Linked DNA regions of Mus musculus: region 2 is linked to region 1. The links are chromatin contacts, called in public HiChIP or PLAC-seq maps. All regions are on one chromosome and are shown on one strand. Each heading gives the region's core, a stretch centred on a gene start, on an enhancer-like site or on the middle of the called end of the contact. The rest is flanking DNA. Distances are from core to core; before and after follow the strand shown. Region 1 has its middle 76 kb from the start of Gm38917. Region 2 overlaps Plekha5 (pleckstrin homology domain containing, family A member 5).

Region 1 (5,304 bases), core at 1,502-4,001:
GTTGGTTGTTTTGTTTTGTTTTCAATTTTGGAGCATATACATGCATCTTGAGATATACTAGGGACCCATACTGATCTAAACATGAAATATATTTGCACTCCAGAAACACCTTATACATGTAACCTACATGTAATTTTTCTTTACCAAAAAAAATTAATATCTCTTAGTGCACAGCCTGCATTTTGATTGCTATCTGTCACATGATACAAGGTTGCATTTTTCCCACCAAGTTTCAGATTTTGGATCATTTCAGATTTTGGATTAGATACACCCAACCAACGGATACGGTTTGCTGCCCTATTAGCTTTAAGCATCAACCTGACCCAGCCTAGAATCATCTGAAAGAACATCCATTGAGGCATGTCTGTGGGGGGATGGTCTTGATGGCTACATGATGTATGAAGGTCCAGGCTCTCACCATTCCCTGGGCAGGTAGTTCCAGCCATACCAGAAAGCTCACTGGGATCTTGAGATGGCTTGGCAGTTAAGTCATTGCTCTTGCAGAGGACCTGGCTTCAGTTCCCAGCAGCCACACTGTCACTGACAACTGCCTTTAACTCCATTTCCCGGGGATTCAACACCCTCTACTGGTTTCCATGAGTACTGCCACATCTGGTCCATATAGATCCATGCAAGCAGAACACTTATGCATAGAATTTTTTTAATTACTATAAAGAAAAATAACTAAGCATGAGCTTGTGGGGGGAAGCAGCAGGCCGCATTCCATCACAGTTCCTGTTCCAGATTCCTACCACGAGCTCCTTCCCTGACTCCCTGCCATGCTGAACATGACCAAAGGCACAAGCCAAACAAACCCTTGCATCCCTCAGTTCCTTTTGGCAATGACCTTTGTCACTACTGCGGAATAAAACTAGAACAATGACCAATGAAAGTGAAAAGAAAATTCCCCTCTAGTAACAAATATCTAGTAATGAACAAAGATTGCGTTTGAACCTCAACTTCTTTCATAGCTCAAGCCTCACAATTTCTGAAGCAGTGTCAATATAGCATCTTTATGCTTTCTTTAGACTACTGCGTTACATATGTAAGGTGCTTCCTGGAGGAAAATGGAGCATCCTTAAAGTGCCTGGCCCACTCAAACCTCCTCTTCTATTGCCCATGCAAAGCACGGAGCTAAGATAGAAAGCTCTGCATTAATTTCAGTAAGTCAGAAGGGACTTGGCTCTAATCCTAGTGGGAGCTGCGTGCAAATCCCTGGACATCAAAATACCCTTGACTGGGTTGCCTTTTAATTTAGGAGTTTACTAGAGCCTACAGCTATACTGCTGGAGTCTGTGATAGTGTCAGATCCCATAAATGAAGTGTGGAAGACTTGGTTAGCAGCCTGGATAGAATGCCAAAGAATGCCCTCGGGATGTGGTAATTCGGAACTCAAGGTAACAGTCATTTCTTCAAGCCAGTAGTAAATCAGAGCCCTGTCATGGTGTCTGCAGGGCTGCAGTGTGCTCTGAGTTGTGCCATTGGTTCCTCGGGCTGTTTACACAGCTCTTTCCTCTGGCATATTCAGGGCAACTGCAAGGACAATAAGCTATAGCTGCCATGTCAAATTTGCTTGCAAACAAGACTGCCTGGCATGCTGCCACCACCCAGAGTTTCCTTCAGACCTCTTCCTGGTTGGCAAGAAGACCTAGAGATGGAACAGAGCAGAGTCCACAAGCATACACTCCTGGCTGAGGATCTATTGATAGTTGATGGCTTCTCCAGGAGGCAGTCAGTTGTCTTTACAAGTGTGGCCCCTGGCCCATCACCCAACTCCAGTGAATACCAATGAATAGTCACACACCCAAGGAAAAGAATATATATATATATATATATATATATATATATATATATATATATATAATTTGTATATATATATATATATAGTACAAATGAGACTCGTCAGGTTAGATACTTTTTAAAAAAGAGGAGATACCAAGATGGGAGCAGGCAAGAGGTGGATCTGGGGGGAGTTAGGGAGAGGGGTGAAGGTAAATATGAAAATACATTGTATGCATGTATGAGATTCTCAAGGAATTAACGAAATGTTACAGTATAGTATATTTTGTAAAGAGCCTAGAGAAAGAGGGATGACCATGAAGCTCACCCAACTCAGTTCTGGAGAGCTCGTGACAGGGATAACCGAGAAATGGATAACGGGGCACAGCTGTCTCCAGCTTCTGCCCGTGTGTTTCTCATCCTCTAAGAATGCGGAGCCAACTGTCAGTCCAGTGTTCTCAGTCAGTAGTGAGACGACACTCAGCGTGCTCTAGCCTGGCCATCCATCGCCGTGACAGGGTTGTCTCATGAGCACGTGGATGAGAAACACTCCCAAGCTCATAGCTGAGGGCCGCTACCATCTCACTGCCGCCACAGACAGGCGTACAAGCAAACCTTAAGAAAATGAAGGATCGCCAGGGATGACAGCCAGGAGAGACCATGCTCACAACTGCCTGTAATTCCAGCTGCAGGGGATCCAACATGCTTGTCCGGACTCCACGGGCACGCACATGCCCACACAGACACACAATTTAAAAATAAACAAATTAGTGGAGTTGTTGTGTTTTATAAAAAGATAGAGAGAAGGGATGTGTGTGGTGGAGGTATAGTCAGGTGTGGGGGAAGGGGGTGCCTTTCCAGGCCCTTGCTGAGGCATCCCTTCCTCCTGAGGGACCAGCCATACAATGGTATAGTATAGAATAGAGTTTATTCAGGGAATAGGGAGGGGAGGGGAGAGGGGAGTAGAGGCAGAGAAAGGCAAAGAGAGGGAGAGAGTAGAGAATAGAGGCTGGCCATCAGCATATTGGGGGAGGGGAATGGAGAGAGAGTACAGGAAAAGAAAGCAAGAGAGTGAGAAGGGGGCAAGCAGCCCCTTTTACAGTGAGTCAGGCACACCTGGCTGTTGCCAGGTAACTGCGGAGGCAGGGCCTAGACTGAAAGCCAGCAGGAATTAACCTGCCTCACCTCCAACATTTAAATAGTGAAGACACCTAGAGAAAATGGCTCCTTCAGCAAGGACTGTTGGCAACCACAGCATTTTTCTTCCCCTTTACTTGGGAATGAGGTTAGTTAGTCCCCATTGCCTTACGCTAAAAAAGAAAAATTTCCATGGGGACACTAAAAATCTGCCTTAAAAAATATAAACTGCTTGCTCATTCCTACCATGAGACAATTTTTTTAAAAAATTATAGGAATGAAAGAACAGGTGAACATAGGCCAATTTCCTGTTGCTATGGCAAAGCTCCTGAGATGGAGGGCTATATATGGTAGCCTTAGCAGTTTGTCTGGGTTCTGTACGGAGCCCAAACACCATCGTTCTAGCACTCTCATGTGGATCCCTCAGTGCGCCACCAAACAGCTGAGAAGTGGAAAGGAGCCTGCTGCGCAGATAGTGAGTCAAACAGTCAGCGTAGCTTTACCTTCTAACAAACCACTCTTCTCACCCCAAGTTTTCTATTAGCACATGTTCATTACACATGTTAACGAATTTCATTGGAACATCTTCATCTGTGTATATAATGTGTTCTGATCATATTCGCAGTCCTGATTGCCTTCTTGTTCCCTCCCACTGGCTCTCTTCCTCACTAAGCCTCACTGTGTTCTCATGCGAGTTGTGTGCATGTGTGTCTACATGTGTGTGTGCATGTGTGTGCCTGTGTGTGTGTGCACACGTGCATGTGTACACCCTTGTGTGTACCCATGTGTGTGCATGCATGTGTGTGTATCGGTGCACATGCATGTGTGTTCATGTTCGCATGTGTGTGTATACCAGGATATATAACTGGAGTTACCTATACTAGTGCAAGCGAGAAGTCATTTATAGGACCATGGTACCTAACTGAAGAACATGCCTTGCCCACCTCTAGCAACTGTTTACAAATCCCAGAAGGAGCAGGACCTAGAGAGCCCCTCTTCCTCCAAGACAGGAGTGGACAAGCCCATCCTTGTGTAGGTAGTCTGCACTTTAATGAATTTAAGAGCAGAGCAGTGGTGCCAGGCCCTTACGTGGGGGTGGGGAGGAACACCTCTACCCCTCTGTTTTGCTCTTTTTCTGGATTGTCTTCTGTGATACTCCCTGAGCCTGGGAGGGAGGAACAACCCATTTTTGAAAGCCTTTATTCACTCTCTATCTTAGGTTTCTATCGACCTGATGAAACACCTTGACCAAAAGCAACTTTGTGAGGAAAGAACTTATTTGGCTTACACTTCCCCATCACAGTTAATCACTAAGAGAAAGTCAAGGCCAGAGCCTGGAGGCAGGAACTGATGTAGAGGAACACTGCTTACTGGCTTGCTCAACCTGCTTTCTTACAGCACCCAGGAGCACCAGCCCCGGGTGGGGTGGGGGGGGGGTCTCCTGGGCTCTCTGGGATCATTCATCAATGCAGAAAATGCACCACCACAGGCTTGCACACAGGCCGGTCTTGTCAGGGCGTTTTTCTCAGCTGAGTTTCCCCGTTCCAAAATGGCTCTGGCTGGTGTCAAGTTAACATAAAACTAGACAGTCCACAAGACCAACTTTAACCAAGACCCAGTAGGCCCCCTACCTCCTAAAGGTCCCGCCCCTTCTCTGAACTACCACACTAGGAGCCAAACCTCCAGTCCAAACCTTTGTGAGACACACCACATTCAAACTACAGCAGTGGAATGAACTGTTTCACTGTTGGTGGGGAAGATGGACGGCTCTACAGTAAATCTGAGGTCATCTTGAAAAGATTTGTCTCAGGTCCATCAGAGACGCCAAAGAACGCTGTCCCACACACCAGGGCTAAGGGCAGGCATGGTTAGGAAGAAGAACAGAGTTACCTCACCCAGGTTCCCACATCCTTTGCTCTGCAGGAAGAAAGCCACGGATGGATGAGATAGGACAGCATCACCAGCACCGCCACTGAATCCGGAGGGAACTGACCCCAGACTCACCTGCCCCGGTCACATAAAGCCCACCCTTTATTCACACTCTGCTCTCTGGCACGCTCGCCTCTGCAGGAGGGCAGGACAGCCACCCACAGAAACAAGAAGCTGACCGCAGCCCTCTCTCCTCTGCAGGCTGGCCAGTCGAAAGCAGAATCGGGAGGAGGAGATCGGAGCCAAGATAAATCGGGAAATTTTTACACAGCACAGGTCTAGACAGGACTCGTGTGTTTATTGGGCCCAACTGAGATTTTAATGCAAAAACAACGGGACTACTGATTTATCTAAGAATAACTAAAATAAAATACTATGAAACATGCTCGAACCATCAGGCAGGAAACAGTGATAGAGAACAGTTCCAGACCTTTCTACAGCTAATAAAGTTACCTTACA
Region 2 (5,304 bases), core at 726-3,225, 370 kb after region 1:
TTCAGAGTTCAGTACATTATCATGGCAGGAAACAAGGCAGGGTGCAAGCCAACTTGATGCTGGAGAAGGTGCTGAGAGTTCTATATCTTGATCTGAAGGCAGCCAGGAGAGACTGAATTCTGCAGACAGTCAGGAGGGGACTCTCTTCCTCACTGGTCAGAACTTGAGCACTAAGAGCCATCAGAGCCCACAACAGTGACACACTTCCTCAACAAGTTAGAGGACTTATGTTATTGTGGGTGGGCTTTGGGGCTTCAAAAGCCACAGCGGGGGCTGGAGAGAAGACTCTGGTTAAGAGCACTGGCTGCTCTTCCAGAGGTCCTGAGTTCAACTCCCAGCAACCACATGGTGGCTCACAACCATCTATAATGGGATTTGATGCTCTCTTCTAGTCTGTCTGAAGACAGCGCCAGTGTACCCACATCCATGAGATAAATAAATATAAAAAAAGAAGCAGCAGCAGCAGCCACAGCAGGCTCAGTGTGACTGTCAGGCACTACTTCAGCACTGTGCCTGTCTGTATCCAGCCATGATAGTCAGGGACTAACCATCGGAAACTGTAAGCAAGTCCCCAGTCAAGTACTTTCTTTTTAGAAGAGTTTGCCCCCCAAAGCAAGCCACCAGGCAGCATTGGTTCTCACCACCCAGCGCTCAGGAGGCAGAGGTAGGTGGATCTCTGTGAGTTTTGGGTTTGGGGTCAGCCGGAGTTACACAGAGAAACCCTGTCTCAGAAAAAAATAAGATAGGAAGAGTTTGGCTGTGGCCATGGTGTTCCCTCTCTCACAGCAACAGGACATTGTATGTGGACAGTGTGTGCCACATGTGTGGATACCTCAGAGGTCATGGACCCTGGACTTTGTGTAACAGGTGGTTGTGAGCTACTAACGTGTGGTTTTTGGAAGGACAGCAAGCTCTCTTAAGTGCTAAGCTATCATTCCAGCCCCAAGACAAATGGATTTCCCTGCAAGGGTCATATAAGTATAACAGAGTCTTGAAACTGTGTGGTTTTAACTTAAAGCATGATACAAAATGTTTAAATAAGAAAGCATGATACAGAATGTAGGCCAGGTAGTGGTGGCGCACACCTTTAATCCCAGCACTTGGGAGGCAGAGGCAAGAGGATTTCTGAGTTCGAGACCAGCCTGGTCTACAAAGTGAGTTCCAGGACAGCCAGGGCTACACAGAGAAACCCTGTCTTGAAAAACCAAAAAAAAAAAAAAAAAGAAGAAGAAGAAGAAGAAGAAAGTGAATGTACCAGAATAGAGTAAAAGTGGCTGGGATGAAATGTTTGTATTGGAAACACACTTACTTACTTCCGTCAATCAAGTGGGGATTGTTTGTTTTTTTTTTTTTGTTTTGTTTTTTTTAGAATTAATTGTTTTTATTAGGTATTTTCCTCATTTACATTTCCAATGCTATCCAAAAAGTCCCCAACACACTCCCCCCCCCACTCCCCCACCCACCCACTCCCACTCCTTGGCCCTGGCGTTCCCCTGTACTGGGGCATATAAAGTTTGCAAGTCCAATGGGCCTCTCTTTGCAGTGATGGCCGACTAGGCCATCTTTTGATACATATGCAGCTAGAGTCAAGAGCTCCGAGGTACTGGTTAGTTCATAATGTTGTTCCACCTATAGGGTTGCAGATCCCTTTAGCTCCTTGGTTACTTTCTCTAGCTCCTCCATTGAGGGCCCTGTGACCCATCCAATAGCTGACTGTGAGCATCCACTTCTGTGTTTGCTAGGCCCCGGCATAGTCTCACAAGAGACAGCTACATCTGGGTCCTTTCGATAAAATCTTGCTAGTGTATGCAATGGTGTCAGCGTTTGGAAGCTGATTATGGGGGATTGTTTTTTATGTTTTAGAATTTAGGAAGTAGTGCAGGAGCCCTGATCCTCAGAACATGTCCCATGCCTGTCAGTGAACCATGAAACCACAAGTAATACAGTGCCTTCCCTCCCTGTACAGGAAGGTTGGGAGGAGGTGATGGGGCATAAGTGTCCTCAGCTCTGCTCCTGGGCTGCGCACGCCCACGCCTGCAGCAGCAGCTGTAACTGAGCAGCAGTTACACGGTAGTGACTCTTTCTTAAATCCAGCGCTGCTGCTGTGCGAGAGCCTTGTGCATGCAGGACAAATGACTTCCTGCCACTGATCTGCAGCCCACCGTTGGCTTGGCTGTATGTGAAACCAGAGAAAGTGATCTGTAGCCGAGGTAGCCCATGGAGAACTCCTTGGCTTTCCTTCTCTTCTCCCGAGCTCGGGCCAGCCTCCAGGCCTTCCTGCCGTGATGGACATGCACAGCTTTACTGGTTTTTGTTTGTTTGTTTGTTTGGGGGTTTTTTGGGATTTTTTGTTTTGTTTTTTGAGACAGGGTTTCTCTGTATAGCCCTGGCTGTCCTGGAGCTCACTTTGTAGACCAGGCTGGCCTTGAACTCAGAAATCAGCCTACCTCTGCCTCCTGAGTGCTGGGATTAAAGGTGTGCACTACCACGCCTGGCACAGCTTTACTGTTTGCCTCGTGTGTGTTACGCTAAATACCCTGGGACTTAGCCCTCGGCCGCTCTAATTGTTTATTTATGACTAGTAGAACTTATAAGGTTGACGGTTTTCGTAAGTTGTTATTGAGTTAGTTATTTTCCTGTTGCTGTCATAGAAAACCCTAACAAAAAGCAACTTAGTGGAGAAAGGGTTTCTTCTGGCCCTCTGCCTTGGTTCCATCACGGCAGGAAGGCCTGGAGGCTGGCCAGAGCTCGGGAGGGAGAGAACGAGGACGGGCCCAGCTGTAAAGCATCAACGCTCCCACCCAGTGTGGACTGCCTTTATCAAGGCCCCGCCAGCAGACACCCAGGGTTCAAATGCATGAGTCCACGGGCCTGCCCCACGCAAGCACTACAGTGATCTGTCGTCTTTGCTGATAGAGTGAGTCGGCAGGAATTCAACGGGCACAGATTCAAAAGGAGCTCTGGAGAATTCAAGATGTCATGGAGGGGTTGAGCAAACACAAACAGCAAAGAGGCTCTTCAGAAACAGGTGGGTCAGCTCTGCACAGCGGTGTCTAAATGGAAAGATGGCGTTACATTTGCACCTCAATAGAGTCTATCACCAGAAACCAGCCCTCTGAGCCACTGAATGGTACATAACTTAATAAACCAAAAGCAGCAATTCTGGCAGCCACCGCCACACAAACCCTGACCTGAGTGAGTGAAGCTGAAGGGACTTCAGCGACTCTCCCCTTCTGAGTCTTCCTAGTGTGGGGACAAAAACGGAAGTGATCCTACACCCCTTTTTCTCAATTTGCTCCCCCCACTTTTAAAATTTTTTATTTATTTAATGTGAGTGCTCTGCTGCATATACATCTGCAGGCCAGAAGAGGGCATCAGATCTCATTACAGATGGCTGTGAGCCACCATGTGGTTGCTAGGAATTGAACTCAGGACCTCTGGAAAAGCAACCGGTGCTCTTAACCTCTGAGCCATCTCTCCAGCTCTGCTTCCCGGCTACCTTTTAATAAATCTTTTATTTATATTTTGAAAGTTTCATTCATGTATGTGGCATATCAACATATGTCAACATCACCTTCTTGTCTTTTCTTGGTTCTAACCAATGAGTGCAGTTCCTGCTACCATTACCATGGTAACTGATCTTGTTGGCTTTCCCCGCCCCAAATGTAGTAGTAGCTGCCTAAGAGAGATTAACTGCAGGGACTAACTGTGCTTCATGTCGGTGAATGTGTGCTGTATCTGCAGCTCTCTCTGTTACTGTCTGTGAGTCACTCTGTAACAGGCATCGTTCCACCAGGTCCCACAGTGTAAAGAGTTAGTATGTACTCCATTCTAAAGACTACGGCCAGATTGGTCTCATAAAAGATTACTGTGTATGCCAATAATGCGTGAGGAAACCTGTTTCCACATATCCTTTCTTTTCTTATTATTAAGATTTTTAAAAAAACTTTATGTGTGCTGGTGTTCTGCCTCCATGTTCATCTGTGTGACTTGTGCCTGTGGAGGCCAGAAGGCAGCAGAGCCCCTGGAACTGTTAAAGGCCGTTGTGCGCCTCCAGCTGAGAATCAGTCAGCCATCTTTCCAGCCTGAAATACCATCTTTTAATTTTAGTATTTAGAGCCAGATGTTGGTGGTAGTATAGACCTTAAATCCTTGCACTCTGGAGGCAGAGGCAGGCAGATCCCTGAGTTTGAGGCCAGCCTAGTGTACAATGCAAGTTCCAGGCAGCCAGGGCTACACAGAGAAACCTTGCCCCTCCCCCCCCCCCCCCCGCCCCCAAAAAAGAAAAGAAACGGAAGGCTTCACCACATATGATAGCTAACACCACAGTCCTAGCACTAGGGAGGTTGAGGCCAGGGGGTTGCCTTGTGTCTGAGGCCAGCCTCAGTTACTGGCAGGGAAGATTAACTCCATTTCTGAAAGCAGGCAATGGGTAGGGATAGAGCGGAGAAGACTTCATCTAAAATAAGTAGAACCAGGCTGGCCTGGTGGGACAGCTCAGTGGGTAAGGACATTGGCTGCAATACTGGAGACCTGGGTTTGATCCCTGAGACCCACAAGGTGGAAGGACAGAGCCCACTAGTACAAGCTGTCCTCTGCCTTCTATCTACATGAGCACTTGGCACGTGTGCATGCACATGCTCATAAAATAAAAACATCGAATTTCAATTATTTTTTTAAATTTATTTATTTATTGTGTATAAGTAAACTGTAGCTGTCTTCAGACACACCAGAAGAGGGCATCAGATCTCATTACAGATGGTTGTGAGCCACCATGTAGTTGCTGGGATTTGAACTCAGGACCTCTGGAAGAACAGTCAGTGTTCTTAACCTCTGAGCCATCTCTCCAGGCCAGAGTTTAAATCCTTAAGTAAAGTAAGCTAACTGAAATCATGCTTGCTGTGGATTTAGAAAGTTGTTCTTGTTGATCAGTGGGGCACATGCCTTCAATCCCAGCACTCAGGAGGCAGAGGCAGGGGGATCTCTGTGAGTTCCAGGACAGCCAGGGCAGTTACACAGAGAAAAATCCTGTCTTGAAGAAGAAAACAACCAAAAAAAAGAAAAGAAGAAAGGAAAGTGTTCTTACATAAGCAGTGATGTTTTCTAATTTTCCCAGTAGGTCTGGCAGGATCAAAGCCTTTCTCATCAGTTAAGTACAAGAGCGAGGTAAGTTGGGCTTGGTTTTCTACCTAACTTGAGATATTAACAAGTGAGATAAAAGTAGTTACATCTCCTCTGTTCCAGCCTGCCCGGGTGGCGGTGCCTGTAACCCAGTGCTCGGGAGGCTGAGACACGAGGAAGCAA

The links. HiChIP or PLAC-seq counts read pairs in DNA pulled down with a chosen protein or histone mark.
Region 2: a contact with region 1 is called in an H3K27ac HiChIP or PLAC-seq map of embryonic stem cells, with 9 read pairs. The contact joins two enhancer-like sites. A contact is called at or near these places in 2 of 115 datasets of contacts at active chromatin or transcription factors (both in embryonic stem cells) and 1 of 9 other capture datasets (embryonic stem cells).

The regions. Positions count from the first base shown.
Region 1 is chr6:140,207,025-140,212,328 of GRCm38.p6, forward strand. No RefSeq gene overlaps it. Among named protein-coding and RNA genes, the nearest start is that of Gm38917, 76 kb to the right of the region's middle. Within about 2 kb of position 2,752, at least 23 of the 459 cell types and tissues checked have an H3K27ac peak or open chromatin away from gene starts, as enhancers often do. A contact at or near this core is called in embryonic stem cells, where this site is marked.
Region 2 is chr6:140,574,311-140,579,614 of GRCm38.p6, forward strand. It overlaps Plekha5 (pleckstrin homology domain containing, family A member 5), which reads left to right. Exons shown (of 31, transcript NM_144920.3): 22 at 2,917-3,028; 23 at 5,120-5,166. Among named protein-coding and RNA genes, the nearest start is that of Aebp2, 47 kb to the right of the region's middle. Within about 2 kb of position 1,976, at least 32 of the 459 cell types and tissues checked have an H3K27ac peak or open chromatin away from gene starts, as enhancers often do. A contact at or near this core is called in embryonic stem cells, where this site is marked.